2 separate regions of the Ovis aries genome follow, and region 2 is linked to region 1. A link is a contact called in public Hi-C data. All regions are on one chromosome and are shown on one strand. Each heading gives the region's core, a stretch centred on a gene start, on an enhancer-like site or on the middle of the called end of the contact. The rest is flanking DNA. Distances are from core to core; before and after follow the strand shown.

Region 1 (4,834 bases), core at 699-3,198:
GAACTGTGGCGCTGAAGAAGACTCTTGAGAGTCTCTTGGACTGCAAGAAGATCAAACCAGTCAATTCTAAAGGAAATCAACCCTGAATATTCATTGGAAGGACTGATGCTGAAGCTGGAGCACCTGATGTGAAGAGCCGACTCGCTAGAAAAGACCCTGATGCTGGGAAAGATAGAAGGCAGGAGCAGAAGGGGGTGACAGAGGACGAGATAGGTAGATGGCATCACTGACTCAATGGACACGCATTTGAGCAAACTCCAGGAGATAGTGAAGGACAGGGAAGCCTGGCGTGGTACAATCCATGGAGCTGTAAAGACTCAGACACTACTTAGCGACTGAGCGACAACAATATATACAATGGAATAATAGTCAGCCCCCCAAAATAATGAAATAATGCCACTTGCAGCAACATGGCTGGACCTAGAGATTGGCATATTGGCATACTCCCTGAAGTCATAAAGAAAGAGACAAACACCATATGATATCACTTATGTGTGGAATCTGAAATATGACAGAAATGAACATATCTATAAAATAGAAACAGACTCACAGACATAAAGAACAGACTTGCGGTTGCCAAGTGGAAGGGAGGGTGGGGAGGAGAAGGACTGGGAGTTTGGGATTAGCAGATGCAAACGATTATATCTAGGACAGATAAACAGCAAGGCCCTACTGTGTAGCACAGGGAACTATATCCAACATCATATCCTGTGATAAACCATAGTGGAAAAGCTTGTGTGAAAGAGTATATGTCTAACTGAGTCATTACACTGTAAACATCAACGACACTTAATACAAAAATTTAAGTAAAAAAAAAAAAAAATTTAAAATATCAATAAAAGCCCCCCAAATTTTTATTCAAAGGAATCTGAATGAGACCCAAAGAATGTATTTTGAAAACACCTCCCATATGATTCTAACACCAAAAAAAAACAACATGACTGACGTCCAACCAGTTAACTAACGAGCATCCTTTCTATTCAGTTTGTGACGGGGTCATAATGGGTAAATATTTTGACCCTTGTCCCTATACACAAGCACTGCTCTGCTAGGTCTGTTGACAGGGAGCATCACCGAAGCGGCCTGGGAGACCTAGAAGAGACAGCTGAGAGTGACTAGCCCGTGGAGATTCCCTCTTGTCTGGGGAAGCCAGTTTTACACACATGCGCCTTGGGTACCCGCCACACAATAGCTCTGAAGGGCAGGAAAGAGCTTCTCTTTTCATCTGACTTACACACTTGGAATATGGATACAATTCCTTTTTGTTAAAGAAAAACTTTAAAGTATTCTTTTTTTTTTTTTTTCGGAAGATGTTAAAACCACTGACATGACACATTTATTTTTTAAGCAAGAAAGTGAGATCCAGAGAACCTGGATCACACTTTGTCCAGGGCCCATCTGCGCCAGCCGCCGCAGCCCCAGCCACCCAGCTCCATGGCTGAGGCCTTGGAGAGCTGTCATCACGGGCCCTGGTGCTTCCGTTTTGGGTGTAGGAGCCCCCACACCCCTCCAGAGGCACATGCCTGGGATGGCAAAGGAGCCATCAGCCCCTCCTCCGGGGGCGAGCCTGGTCTTCGCGGGCCCCGGGCAGCCCAGGCTCCCGCCCAGCCCAGGCTCCTGGCCGTTGTTGCCAGAGGTGGTTGTTTCCCCACCTGAAGAATCTTCCCACTGATGAGACCTTCTCTTCTGCTGTGGCTTTTCCTTCCTGAGGGCCCACCCCCAGGCCTTATCTCAGGTGAGGCCACGTCCAGGACCCAGGGCCGTTGCAGTGTTTCCTGGAACAGAGTTGCAAGACTCCTGTTTTCACAGAGGAGAAAAAGAGAAGGAGGCATCCGACGATCCGTGAGCTGGTTCCAAGAACAGGCGCTTATCTGCTCTGGCCCAGCTCTGGACCCAGGGCCAGGCGCCAGCCTCACAGCTGGTGACGGGGGCAGCCAGGAGAACCCACAGCCAGGCAGGGGGCATGCCCTGTGCCAAGCTAGAGATGCAGCAAGACGCAGCTCATGAGAGGGGGCCGAGACGCTGCAGCTGTGAGAGAGGGGACCGAGACGTTGCAGCTGTGAGAGAGGGGACCGAGACGCTGCAGCTGTGAGAGAAGGGGACCGAGACGCTGCAGCTGTGAGAGAGGGGACCGAGACGCTCCAGCTGTGCCAGCCCCACAAGGTTCCGCTGTGGAAAGGCAATGAGGCGCTGGAAAACCCTAGCCCTGCACGAGGCTCCCGGAACAGAGGAGGCTCTGGATTGCTCGGCAAACTGTAGTCAAGTGGAGGGTCTCCCCGAAGGACATCCCACCGCAGTGAGGAGGTTACTTATTGTTTAGTCACCTAAGTCGTGTCTGACTCTTTGCGACCCCATGGACTGTAGCCCACAAGGCTCCTCTGTCCATGGGATTTCCCAGGTGAGACTAAAAAGGGTTGCAATTTCCTTCTCCAGGGGATCTTCCCAACCCAGGGATCAAACCCGTGTCTCCTACTGGGCAGGCAGATTCTTTACCACTGAGCCATCAGTTAATAAAGGGAGGATGCTAGGTGTGTTCAAAAAGCTAAGGGTCCATAAGATTCCAATAGTAGTTCCAAGCAAGTAGTGAGGAAAGGTGATACAAATTACTGCATGGTCTACATGGTCAATAACTAACCAGATAAATATTAGGATCAATAAATACTAGGTCCAGGGGGAAGTTCAGGCAGGAAGGACTGGCAAGATTTGGCTTAATAATATCTATCATTTATTAAGCACTGAATACCTGCCAGAATTTGAGGATTTCACTTCCAAGAACGCTACCAGGTCTGTATAAATACCTCCACTTCCCTACCTTGGCTATTGTAAATAGTGCTGCTATGAACACTGGGTTTCCCATCAACAGATGACTCATTTTATATATACATATATACACACACATATATGCATAGTAATATATACAGTGGAATATTACCCAGCCATGATAAAGAATAAAATATTACCATTTGCAGCAACATTGATGAACTTAAGAGAATATCACACTAAGTGAAATAAGTCAGACAGAAAAAGACATATAATGTCATTCATATGGGGGGTACAAAAAAATCATACATATGAATCTATACATAAAACAGAACCAACTCACAGACATAGAAAACAAATTTATGGTTACCAAAGGGGGAAGCAGGGAGGGATAAGTCATGAGTATGGGATTAACAGATACAAACTATACACAAAATAGATAAGCAACAGGGATTTACTGCATAGCACAGGGAACCATATTCAACAGTTTATAATAACATGAAGGAAAATAATCTGAAAAAAATGTATATACATATAACTGAGTCACTTTCCTGTACATCTAAAACTAACACAAAATTGTAAATCAATTACATATATGATATATGTTTGTATCCACTTCAGAGAACAGGGGACCGAAACCGAGAGGCCCAGTGATGTCCTGAGAAACTCAGCTGTGGAACCAGAGTGGCAGAGAGGGTCTATCTGGGTTAAGGCCTTTGCCCAAGTTTCCTCGGCTTCGAACAATAAGGAGGATTTGGATATGGGCAAAAGGAAGGAGCGGTCATTCCAGGCTGGTGAAAAGAGCTTTTGAAAACAGAAGTAGCAAAGAAAAAAAAAACCCACACAAGGCCATTAACAGATATAGATTTCGTTGGGATGGAGATTTCTAGAATAAGTAACATTGATGGAGTACTCGCTATACCAAGTGAAGTTCTAAGAGCTTCATCATCAATGAAACGTATCATCTCATTTAACCCTCACGACAACCCTATGAGAAATGAAGCGTGATGATTCCCAGTGTGTGGACGACGCTATAGATGCACAGAGACGTTAAGTAACTCATCCAAGACCACCCAGCTGGTAAGTGGGACACGTAGGATTTGAACACCATCTAGATGGAAAGTCCATGCCCCCCATCACCTTGTTATACTTGAAAGAGTTCCATCTTGACATCCCCAGAGTGCCCAGCACCAAGGATGGCCCCTGAAGAGATGAAGCATGTTTCATATTGCCGGCTTCTTGGATGAACTGACCGCTATAAGTTACCTCTTTGGTGCCAACATTTCACTTCTTCAATCCAGCCTTCATGCTGCCTCTAGAGGTGTAATGCTAAATTGTTTCCTTCAAAAATGCAATGCTTGTCCTCCTTTGAGGCAGGTCTGTTCCCCCAGCTCTGCCCTCCACCCTGGCTCAGAGGCAGAGCCGCTCATTTGACCCCTCCTTCTGCTCCATCTGTATGAAGCTCAAAAGCCATCTTGCCCACGGGTGCTTTGGCATCCTTACCATGACAATCCCCTCCCACGCCGCTTTGCTGGTCCCCCACTGCCCTGCACTCCTGAGTGTGCACTCCATTACACTCCTGAGTGTGCACTCCATTACACTACTGTTTGAAGAGCTGTCGTGGCCTTCCTTGTGTCCTTAATAAATGGTGGTGCATGTATGCATTAAAAAAATGCATGAATGATAGATGGGTTGGTCTGTGAATGAATAAATGCGCACAGAGATGACAGGAGGGAAAGATGAAGGATTGGGAGGCAGGGCTTATGTGGTACCCCGTACAGAGTGGGAAAAGCGGCAGATTCTATGTCAGAGGCTCTGAAGGCTACACAGAGCTTTATCTGACTTACCAGGTAATCTAAGAAAAGTCGTGTCCCCCCTCTTGGACACTTTATCCTTGTGTTTAAGAAAAAAATGTTTCAAAAGACTAGAATTGCTGCAACTCTGCATTCTCCAGTTCTGTGAATGAAAATTTCACTCTCAGACAGACTCATTAACAGATGTTTTGCGCCTTCACTCAAGAAAAACAGCCACTCTGCTCCACCAGCGCCTTATCTGAAGCCACCCTTCTCCACCT
Region 2 (4,834 bases), core at 1,569-4,068, 1.8 Mb before region 1:
CAGGCTCCTCTGTCCATGGGATTTCTTCAGGCAAGAATACTGGAATGGGTTGCCATTGCAACCTTCAGGGGGTCTTCGCGACTCAAGGATCGAACCTCGGTCTCCTGCGTCTCCCGCATTGGCAGGCAGATTCTCCACCACTTAGCCACCTAGGAAGCCAGCCCGGAGGTAGCTATGGGTTCATTTTCACCACCTCTTATGCAGTTGGACAGCCTCCTCTGAACCACTTTTCTCTCCGGTGATTCCTCTTCTTTCCACCTCTCTGCAGTTGGCCTGAAGGAATCATAAAACGGCGGCTGGAAACTCATTTTAAGGAACCGCCCCTTCCTCAGCCGGGTGCTCCCGGACGCCCCTGCCCCCACCCGACCAGCCCGCCCTCAGCTGGCATCCAGACGCAGCGACCTAGGCTGCCAGTAGAGGGCACACTTACTTTAACTTTCGAAACCTGGGGCGCGGGTGCAGCTCTGGGAGGGGGCAGGGAAAGACGCTTTGCGGCAAAACTCTGGCTAGGGATTGGTCACTTGCGTTTGCGGCAAAGACCTGGAGGCTGGAGCAATTTGCAGTCATTAAAACCGACTTGTGCCTTGTGCCTGATTTGGAGGAAGTTACTACTCTTTTAACAATCGAATGCCGAGCAGCAAACTCAACGGGTAATAATTTATCTCAAACACAGGCATGACATAGGCGAGCCCTCCCCGTTCCAAATTTTTTTCACTTTTGGAAGGAGGGGGAAGGGGCGTGGAAAAGTTATAACGCCCTTGGATGAGGGACTGGGGCTGGGATAGATCGCCTCTGTATAATGCAAACTAGTAAATCCCGAGGGGATATGCATTATATATTAAATATAGATTCATTGAGGGAGTGAACAAATCATGTGTCGTGTTGGGCAAAATTCTAGGCTGACGTGAACATGAAAAGTATACAGATGTACGTGGATTCTACTATACATACACACTTCACTATGGTATTCAGAAAAAATTTAAGAGTCAGTGAACTAGGAAATCAATGCCTGAAATTCGGCCAATTTTTAATTGGCTCAAGACACTGCCAGCACACATCCCCCCCCCCCCCCAAGAAACGGAAGTAATACTTGGCTCCTCTCCTTAGATGAGAATCGATGCATTGTGTGTGTGTGTGTGTGTGTGTGTGTGTGTGTGTGTGTGTGTGTGTGATTTCGAGCCCAATGATAAAGAGAAAAGCAGACCCAGAAAGGAAGTCAACGTTCGGTTTGTCCTAGCAGGAAAGAGTTAACGGTTTTCCTCACCGGGGACTCTGCAGACTCCCCAGGCAGGATCCTCCGGCTCGCCCCCTTCCCTCTTCTGGGGAGTCTGGTCCTGAGGCTCGCGCCCCCCTCCCCCGGGCTGTATCCTCCCGTCTAGCGCCTTCTATTTTTCCCCAAACCTGGGAGCCCCAGAGTGGTGCAAACCGGCGCCACGGGGCGCAAAGAGGATTCGTCTCTCTTCTGAAACCTGGCTGCGGAATTGGGAACTCCGAGAGAGAGGCGCGGGGGTGGGATGGGGGTTTAGAGGGACGGGGGTGGTCCCCCGCGGCGCGCACCCGCAGGCGCGCTCCTCCCTTATTCCAGCTCTGGAACCCGCAGAAAGATCTCAGGGATTAGCGCGTACTGGGTGGGGGGAGGGGCAGGAGGAACGCTGGCCCCCACGGAGATCCGTGTAGGTCTGCGCGGGCAGAGCCAGGAGTGGGGGTCCTCTGCGACTTTGGCAGCAATCGGGGGATTCATTGTGGGTGGAAGGTGCGCAGTCGAGAAAGCTGCGCACACCCAGAATGCATAACACCCCCAACAAATGCAATGGGTGTTTATTCATACCGCGCTCTCCAAGTATACGTGGCAGCGCGTTGCTGAATTATTTTAGTAATTCCAGGCACCATTTTTCTTCCCCATACCTTTGATCATGTATCCCATCGACACTTAACCCCCCAGCACACACACACTCAGAGCGCACGCCCATCAATACCCCTTCTTTCCTCCTCTCTTCGTAGGAGTTATTTTCCAAAGGCTGCCCCTTCCCGGCCTGTCCACCCGGGACGTGCATGGCGCAGCCGTGGGTACACGGTGTATTCTCAGCATCTAGGGATGAGCGGTTCTGCCCCCAGATGATTTAAGAACACAGGACAAGTATGCGGTTTGTCCAACACAGCGCTGCTCCACAGGAACCAAGCAGCAGAGAGACGGTTTGAGCGGGAGCAAAAGAAAATGGTAGGCGCGCGCAGTTAATTCATGCGGCGCTCTGACCGTGTTTACATCCGAGAGCTCGGCGCACTGGAGTGCCAGGCTCAAAGAGCTGAATCTCCTCCCCTCCCGCCCTCCCTCCCCACCAGCGCCCCTCCCGGGTTCCCAAAGCAGAGGGCGGGGGAGACAAAGATCCTCTCTGGTGAGTCCCCGCCCACCAGCCCTTTATAGGCGAGGGTCTCCGCTGCGGAGGACCCCCGGGCTGCGCATCTCGCGGCTACCGCTGCGGCTGGCTCGCCGCGGCCGCCGCCTGGCTCCACCACTGCCTGGAAGGGCAGGGCTACTCTGAGGCTTGGCGGGAAAAAGAACAGAGGAGGGGCCTTACCTTCTCGTATAAAAGCCAGTTTTTTCTGGGCTTTATCTGACTCGCTGTAGTAATTCCAGCGAGAGGCAGAGGGAGCGAGCGGGCGGGCCCTCCAGGGTGGAAGAGCCGAGCCAGCCTAGCGAGCGGAGTCGCGCTCCGGGCGCCCGGGGAAGGGAGATCCGGAGTCAAAGGGGGGCTTCTGCGCCTCCAGCCAGGCCGGCCCCCACCCCACCCTCCCCGCGGACCCCTGCTAGCGGTCCGCCACCCGCGCCGCATCCGCGAAACTTTGCCCACTGGAACTTACAACACCCGAGCGACACCAAGACTCCCCGGACGCAGAGAAGCTCTTCTGCCTTTTTGGGGAGACACTTTCCCTCGCCGCAGCCCACGACCCGCGCCTCTGAAAGGCGCTCCTCGCCGCTTTTTGGACGCTAGATTTCCTTCGGATAGTGGAAATACGGGTGAGCACCCGGACCTATTGGCCTTTTTCATTTATTTTTGCTACCGCCTTAACGCCGCGATGAGCAGAACGCCCGAATCGAGTGTCTTTTCTCCCATTCCTGCGCTATTGACACTTTTCTCAGAGTAGTTGTGGCTGGTCGGGGTGGGGTGGAGAGGAACCAGAACTGGGTCGGGGTACAGTGACTTGTCAAGATGGGAAGAGAGAGGAAGGCAGAGGGAAACCGGGGGTGCGTTTTCTGAAAGTAGCCTTTAGAGGTTTTTGCTCGCCTTAGATGGACGCTGACCCCGGCCGGGTGGACATTCATGCTTTATTGCATTAATTGCTTTTTTGCCTTTTGTCGGGGAGAAGAAGGGTATGCTTCGCGGTTGACAGAAAACCCTTTACATCCTGAACTCCTTGGAGTAAGAATTACACATTGCATGTTTGAGCGAAGAGAGCTCCGCAGCCGCTGACTTTTTCCTGTCTGGAAAAGGGCATTTAAATTTCGGCTTACTGCATTTCTGACAGCCAGAGACAGACACTGCGGCGCGTCCCGCCCGCCGACCCCCTCGGCGTCTCCAACGCTCCCGGCTCCTTTTAGAAGTTGGCCTTTGACTTTTTTTTTAAAGGATAGTAAAATTAAAGATTTTGGTCTACAGAGAGGTTAGGATTCGGTGTTGGGAAGGCGCGGGGACGGGGAAAAGGAAGCTGGGGCAAAGATGTGTCCGAGTCTCCTGGAATTATTGACTCGGCGGTGGGGGGGGATGAGGGCAAAATCTCTGCACCTAGCCTTGGCTCCCCGGCCGCCTCCGGGGTCCCCGCGCGGGTGTCCCTACGCCCCCTGAGATGCGGAGGACGGCCAGGAGCGAGGCACCGGGCTTTTCGAGAACAGCTGCTACCCTCGGCTGGTGAGGGAGAAGACGCCCGGCTACGGGCGCGGAATCGTAGCAGGGTCTCTGGCGCAGTTACGTCGCCGTATTGAGTGTTGAAGGGAGACGTCTCTGTTATTATTTAACACTCTCCTTTTATTTATGAGGGTCGGGGGTGGGGGGGGGGGGGGTGGAGAAGGGCTAAAGGCTCGAAGCTGAGCTCGCCACCCCAGCCGGAGAGAGAAGGAAAGCCCGCAAAGGAAAGAAGGGGGTTGCGCTGGGGGTAGGGATGCGGGAGGCGGAGAAGGGAGGCTGGGAGGGGCGGCGGCGCCGGCAGGGGAAACAGCGAGACGAGGGCGCGCGAGTGGGAACGGGCGCGGCGCTAGGGGCCCGGGAGCGGGAGGGGGCCGAGCGCAACCGCTCCAGCCGCGGCGTCTCTCGCCGCCTCCTTCAGGTGGCGCAAAACTTTGCGCCCCGGCGTTTGGCAGATCCTATTCCCCACCGCCGCCGCCGCCTACCCGGGCCTGTGACGGAGGCCAAAGCTGATTTCGATTGCTGGGCGGTCGCGGGGCAGACTCCCGGGCTTCGCGCTCCAGGCTCCCCGGAGGAGAGCCGAAAAGCCCCGCGGCGCTGCGGAGCTGGTTCGCCAAGTGTGTGTCTGAGATAGTAGAGGGTCACTCAGAGCGGGCTAAAAGGGTGCCTTTTTTGTCCGTTCCCCACCTCCCATCAGCCTCATTTGGGGATCGCGCTGGAAGGGGAGTGGTTCTGGATTGTGGCGCGCAGTGCGCGCTGCGTGGGGGTTTCGGCACCATCCAAGACCCCTTTAACTCAAGACTTGCCCCGTCTTTGTGTGCCCCCTCCGGCAGGCTACCGCGATGCCCCTCAACGTCAGCTTCGCCAACAGAAACTATGACCTCGACTACGATTCGGTGCAGCCTTATTTCTACTGCGACGAGGAGGAGAACTTC

What was found. Hi-C and Micro-C count contacts between places; a contact is called where the count stands out from the background.
Region 2: a Hi-C map of hypothalamus shows a contact between it and region 1, with 3 times the contacts expected there. The contact joins the promoter of MYC here to the enhancer-like site in region 1. A contact is called at or near these places in 2 of 16 Hi-C or Micro-C datasets (hypothalamus and muscle).

Annotation. Positions count from the first base shown.
Region 1 is chr9:23,930,440-23,935,273 of ARS-UI_Ramb_v3.0, reverse strand. No RefSeq gene overlaps it. Among named protein-coding and RNA genes, the nearest start is that of GSDMC, 45 kb to the right of the region's middle. Within about 2 kb of position 1,948, at least 2 of the 54 cell types and tissues checked have an H3K27ac peak or open chromatin away from gene starts, as enhancers often do. A contact at or near this core is called in hypothalamus, where this site is marked.
Region 2 is chr9:25,736,520-25,741,353 of ARS-UI_Ramb_v3.0, reverse strand. It overlaps MYC (MYC proto-oncogene, bHLH transcription factor), which reads left to right and starts at 2,818. Exons shown (of 3, transcript NM_001009426.1): 1 at 2,818-3,016; 2 at 4,733-4,834. The coding sequence starts at 4,742. It overlaps LOC132657163 (a long non-coding RNA gene), which reads right to left and starts at 2,503. Exons shown (of 2, transcript XR_009594937.1): 1 at 431-2,503; 2 at 1-273.